Linked DNA regions of Sus scrofa: region 2 is linked to region 1. A link is a contact called in public Hi-C data. All regions are on one chromosome and are shown on one strand. Each heading gives the region's core, a stretch centred on a gene start, on an enhancer-like site or on the middle of the called end of the contact. The rest is flanking DNA. Distances are from core to core; before and after follow the strand shown.

The links. Hi-C and Micro-C count contacts between places; a contact is called where the count stands out from the background.
Region 2: a contact with region 1 is called in a Hi-C map of embryonic fibroblasts, with 2.5 times the contacts expected there. The contact joins the promoter of MSC here to the enhancer-like site in region 1. A contact is called at or near these places in 1 of 5 promoter capture datasets (liver), 25 of 47 Hi-C or Micro-C datasets (adipose tissue, alveolar macrophages, blood and 16 more) and 1 of 2 datasets of contacts at active chromatin or transcription factors (skeletal muscle).

The regions. Positions count from the first base shown.
Region 1 is chr4:63,569,888-63,572,587 of Sscrofa11.1, reverse strand. No RefSeq gene overlaps it. Among named protein-coding and RNA genes, the nearest start is that of TRPA1, 78 kb to the right of the region's middle. Within about 2 kb of position 1,352, at least 49 of the 83 cell types and tissues checked have an H3K27ac peak or open chromatin away from gene starts, as enhancers often do. A contact at or near this core is called in adipose tissue, brain, embryonic fibroblasts and 7 more, where this site is marked.
Region 2 is chr4:63,708,443-63,711,142 of Sscrofa11.1, reverse strand. MSC (musculin) reads right to left here and starts at 1,343. Exons shown (of 2, transcript XM_003125595.4): 1 at 580-1,343. The coding sequence starts at 1,098.

The DNA.
Region 1 (2,700 bases), core at 103-2,602:
TATTCAGATAAGACATTTAAATAGTGTCAAATCACATATTGAGGAAGTTATTTCCTTTTCAATTTGATTTCACTTTTTCTAATGATCTCCAGGAATGTTGCCAAGTGGTACGAGTGCATCTTGTATACCTAGTGATCTTTGAGCAGATCTCAAGCTTAGAGCTTCAATTTAATAGCATTGTTTTGTTTTCATTACATTTATTTTTATTATCACTTTCTATTTATTAAAACTCTATCGATATTTATCAGTGATAGTGTTTAAAGTTTCCTTTAAAATAATATTTATTTATGTGGATAAAGCAAGCCAATTGAAAATGTGAAGTTTTGGATAGAACAGGAGGTATGTTGACCAGACAAAATCCTGATAGTGGAAGGCTTATGTATATCTAAAGTTTGGAAGTGCATTTTGGGATAGCGACTTGACACCATCAAACCTCCACAATTCAAATGTTTCTGCTCAGAAAATATGCTGTACCACGAGTGGGTGCCCCCACCACCACTACCTGGCCATCTCTTTGGTACAGGTGGCCTAGGAAATAGTCCTTCCTGCATCTGGTTACTAATGGAGAGAAGGAAACACCAGCCATTGGTGGTTACACTACCCTTGTCTAATGCCTTGGCGTGCTTCTCCGCTCTCCTCTCATAGAAACCTGCTTAGCGGCAGGTGGACAGTTGGCACTCTATCCCAAGAGATAGAACACTTATCTCCAAAAGTGTGCGGGTAAATGGTTAATAAATGTGGTTCTGGGGGAAGGGCTAGTTCGTGACTTTTGCCAATTTCAGTGGCCTAAGTACTTCACCTTAGCTGCTTTCAAGCAGGGCTGTGTTTCACATACAGCTGACAAAATTCCTGAAGATTTGACAGTTGACTGTGGGAAGCCAGTATCAGCAGCCTCCCACCCTCCACTCCAAGTCATCTCCAATGGAAGCATGTCATCGTGGAACTACACCTTTTCTCCCCAGATCTGTCTTTTTTTCTAAACTTTTAGCTCCATGAGTGAAGAAACCACATCTGTCTTACTCACCAAGGTCACCTCCCTGCTTAGGGCCGTCCTGACACCTACAGATGCCCACAAATACTTCCTGCTTACTAATGATTACTCGTGGACGGTGTGCGATTAAAAGAAATTCCCACAAAGGTCTTAGTTCCTTCAATCTTGCAGATTTCTTAGGCTTAGGAAGCCTTTAACTTAAAAAACACAAACAAACAAACAAACAAACAAAAAAACGCTTTTGCTTTGAGCAACAGACCAGCCGTGGCTCCAAAGTTTCTGAGAGCGAGTATATTTATGTAAGACCGAGATGAGCTGGGGCTGGAAGGAAGCAGAGCAGAGCCCATCCACGCAGTTCCTGGTTCCAGGGCTCCAGCCTTCCGCAGCCCTGCCGGCTCGCCAGTGAGTGACCCTCAAACCGCCACCGCCACCCTCTCTTAGAGTCCTGCGAACTCTCCGCTCTTACATGTTGTCTCCGAGAGTCAAGGGAGTCCAGGCTGGCAGCCCTGCTCCCTGACAACTGGGGAGCCTGCCTGCCTCTTCCCCCGCAGGGCGGCGGGGACCCGGGAAGGGGAGGGACAAGGAGCCACGGGGCATCCGGCTCCGGAAGGGGCGCTGGGCCGGCGTCACCCGGGACCGGAACGGAGGTGGCTTGCGCGGCTCGCATGCAGCGGAGGCGGGCAGAGAGCGTGGGCACCGCTGGACGCTCGTCCCCCAGCGCTGTCTCCCGGGCCATCTGCGAAGCCACCTGAGCGGCCACGGGTCGCCCCCGGATGTGGGTGGTGACAGGCTTCCGTGGGCGCCGTTTCACAGATGGAGTCCCAGACTTCTGTCCCCCTCTACGTTTAGGATTAGGGACATCCCTTTCCTCCAGAAGGCAGCGACCTTCAGGGACCTGCACTCATTCTTCGCAGTTGGAGGGGAATTGCTTCAGCGGCTTGAAAGGAAACTGTCCTTTGTACCCCACCTGTCTGCCCATCCAAACCCTACCTGCGGTGGGCAGAGCCTGCTCAGGACTTCCGTGCCATCCCCCTGGGCTGGCTTCAAAGCCTTGGAAGGCGACTGAGAGAAGTGACCCTACCTTAGGCAGGAGGTTTCTGCCAGCCCAGGACCCCAGCCTGGAGAGAACTTACTTCTTCTTTTTTTTTTTTTTTTTTTTTTTTTTTTTAAACTCTTTTGTCTTCTTAGGACTGCACCCATGGCCTATGGAGGTTTCCAGGCTAGGGATCTAATCGGAGCTACAGCTGTTGGCCTACACCACAGCAATGCCAGCTCTGGGGCCCCTTCTGCCACCTACACCACAGCTCACCACCTCAGCTCAAGGCGACACTGGATCCTTAATCCACTGAGCAAGGCGGGGGATCAAACCCGCAACCTCATGGTTCCTAGTCTGATTCCTTTCTGCTGCTCCATGATAGGAACTGGTTGTTCAGTACCTCCTGCCTATAAGGTTAAAAAGAAAAAACTCCATAGGCCAGGATACCCAGGTTCTATTTACAACACCTTCGCTAAACACGGCTCAGTGACTTGGGGCAAGTTACTAAATTTCTCTGGATCTTAGTTACTTCGCCTGAAAATGGATGGAGTTGGACCATGTGAATATTAAGGTCCCTTTCAGCTCTGATGGTCCAAGATGCTAAAATTCTACTTCCTGGGGATATAAAAACAGAACACAATCTCTTCCTTTAGAAATATTAAGCACTTAACAG
Region 2 (2,700 bases), core at 94-2,593, 140 kb before region 1:
CACCACCATGAGCAGCCACTCGTCCCAAGTAGAAATTGGGATATGATCTTTCTCAAGCCCGGAGAGTTGGCAGGTCGGAGAGGGACTTTCCAGACAAATCCCTTGTGGGGAAACCTCTGCTATTCTTCAATAATTGAAAAATCCAATGACTTTTAAAAAGAGCTCGCCCTTCCCTCTTTCCTTTCAGAAAGCAGGGCTGGTTGATTCAAACCTGTCAGACTCTTAACTGGAAGTTTGGAAAGCGAGATTTGCCTTTCAATCTGCAACGGGATAGCGGACTCAGATGGAATTGGTTCACCCCGGAAGCAGGATATTAGCCAACAGCTGTCACTGGGCAAAGCACCACTTAACAATCATCAGAATGATGCAAGCACAGGAGGGTGGATGGTTCTCCTCCAGGAAAATGGCTGGTCCCTCCTGCGATTTGGGAGAAACTAAACTGGCCTCCCCACCACCCATACCAGATCTCCCCCACGACCGCCTTCGGATTTTTCCCAGAGGCCAGACACTGCCCGAGCCTGGGAGCTCACTGGGCATCTCTCGGCTGCTAGCCACGGGCCTCACGCGAGGCTCCCCTACCAGGTTCACCGGGTGGACGTAGCCGTTCTCGTAGCGGTCCTCCTGCAACAGCTGCCGCAGGTGCGCGATGTAACTGGAAGCCAGCCGGAGCGTGTCCAGCTTGGAAAGCTTGGTGTCGGGGGGCACCCAGGGCAGGCTGGTCTTGAGCCTGGAAAAGGCTTTGCTTAGAACGCGCATCCGGGCGCGCTCGCGGGCGTTGGCCGCGTTCCTCTGCGACTGCTTGCACTCGGCGGCCGAGCCCTTGGGCGGGAGGGGCTTCTTGCCGCCGCCGCCGCCGCCTCCCCCCGCCACACGGGGCCGCTTCCTCTTGCAGCCTCCGGCGCCGCCCGCCGCGCCCAGCGCACAGCGCTCCTCTTCGCCGTCGGGGTCTTCCTCCTCTGCCGATGAGTTGTCACTGGGCGAGATGTAGCTGCGCTCCGCGCCCCGGAGGGGCAGCCTCTTGGAGGCGGGGACCGGGTACCCCCGCTGCAGCCCCCGCAGCTCCATCTCCTCGGGGTCGCTCACCGAGCCGGTGGACATCGCTGAGTCCCGAACGCCCCCGCCTTCCTCCCCCAGGCCAGTCTCGCGGTGTCCGCCTTCCGCTCCCTCGCGGAGGCGGGGGTCAGGCTGAACTCTGGAGAGAACTAGAAACCGGGTCGGGAAGCGCGTAGCCGCGAGAGCGAGCCCCGCCGCTGACCCCAGAGAGGGCGGCGGCGAAGTCGGCGCCCTGGCCCCTGCTCGGCGCGCACCACCGCGCTGCGCCTTTTGACAGGACTATTTATCTGTACTCCTCGGAACAAACCACCCCCGGCAAAAAAAGAGGGGGTTGGAGAGGGGGGACAAGAGGTGGGGCGGGGGCGTGGAAGGGGTGGGGACCGCTTTTCCGAGTGTGGAGGATCTGCTGGTGGGGGAGGGGAAGGGGAAGTCTTCGCTGAGCCTTTTGGGCCCCTGGGCCCCACCGACCAGGATCCGTCAGTTCGAGTTGAGTGTGCGCAGGATGAGCAAAGGAGGGGACCTTGTTCATATCCACCCCACTTCCACCCCCAACTGATCTTTGCGCTGGCGAAGATTGTCAGACACTTGGAAACCCCAGGATCGCGACCTCTCTGCTTCTTTCCCAAGTCTTTTCAGCAGAACTGTGTTTTCCAAGTTCATCATTCGTAATGTACGACTGCTTATCCAAGCCTGGCCCCGACAAAAGAGCAGAAGCCAAACAGGCGACACCCGAACAATCCTCGAACTACCTCTCATTGTCCTCGCCTCTTTTTCTTTAGCGTCCCTTCATGGTTTACGAAGCACTTTCGTCTACGTTGCTTCGTTTCATTTTCAAACATCTGTGACTTAAATGTTATTGTCCCCACTTTGCAGAACCTGAAGCTCAGCAGCCCGGATAGATATTAAGTAAAGGACCCCAAATCAACAGGCTGGTAAGTAGCCTATGGGCCCAGAAGCATCCTGGCCCCTCGATATTGCAGTCGCTACTTGCCTCCCATCCACACAGCACAGATCTGCTGTTTTCTGCTGTCTTGAGAGTTCTGTGCATTAATTTTGTTTTAATACCACAGTGTGTAAGATAGAGGATCCTGTCCCAGCTCTTTTGAGTTATTAGCTAGGGAATCGATTGCTATTTTAGATAGTGTGTTGAAGAGAGCTTCCCGGATGCAGAATGCTAAGTCAGCAAATCATCCAAAGTTTTAAAAAATGACAAAACAGCACCCAGAAGTATGCCCCTTCCCTCAAATGAGACAAAACATAACTGAGGTCTCATTTTCTAACTACAAGGGCCTCTGTAATACGTGGCCTGGAGAGGTGTGCTTCGTTTTGGAAGTGGACACCAGTGCCAGCTGTTGCCTGACACTGGACTAGATGTCCTGTGACTGCCCACTGAGTAAAACGAACAAACCTAAAACAACACAACATGATTAAATAATTCTAGGAGCTTGGGATCTGGTTAGTTGCTCCGTCCTACACTGAGGAAACAGTCTTCATACCTGAATTAGGTGTTTACCTGTGCTTTCCCTAAAAGCCCAAGCTGAGCCTCCCAAGCTGAGCAAAGCTTAGGGAGACAGAAGGGCAGTCAGCCCAGGACCGAGCGGGCAGAAGCCGCCGGGCCAGCCTTACTCCGCCGGCTCTTCCAGCAGA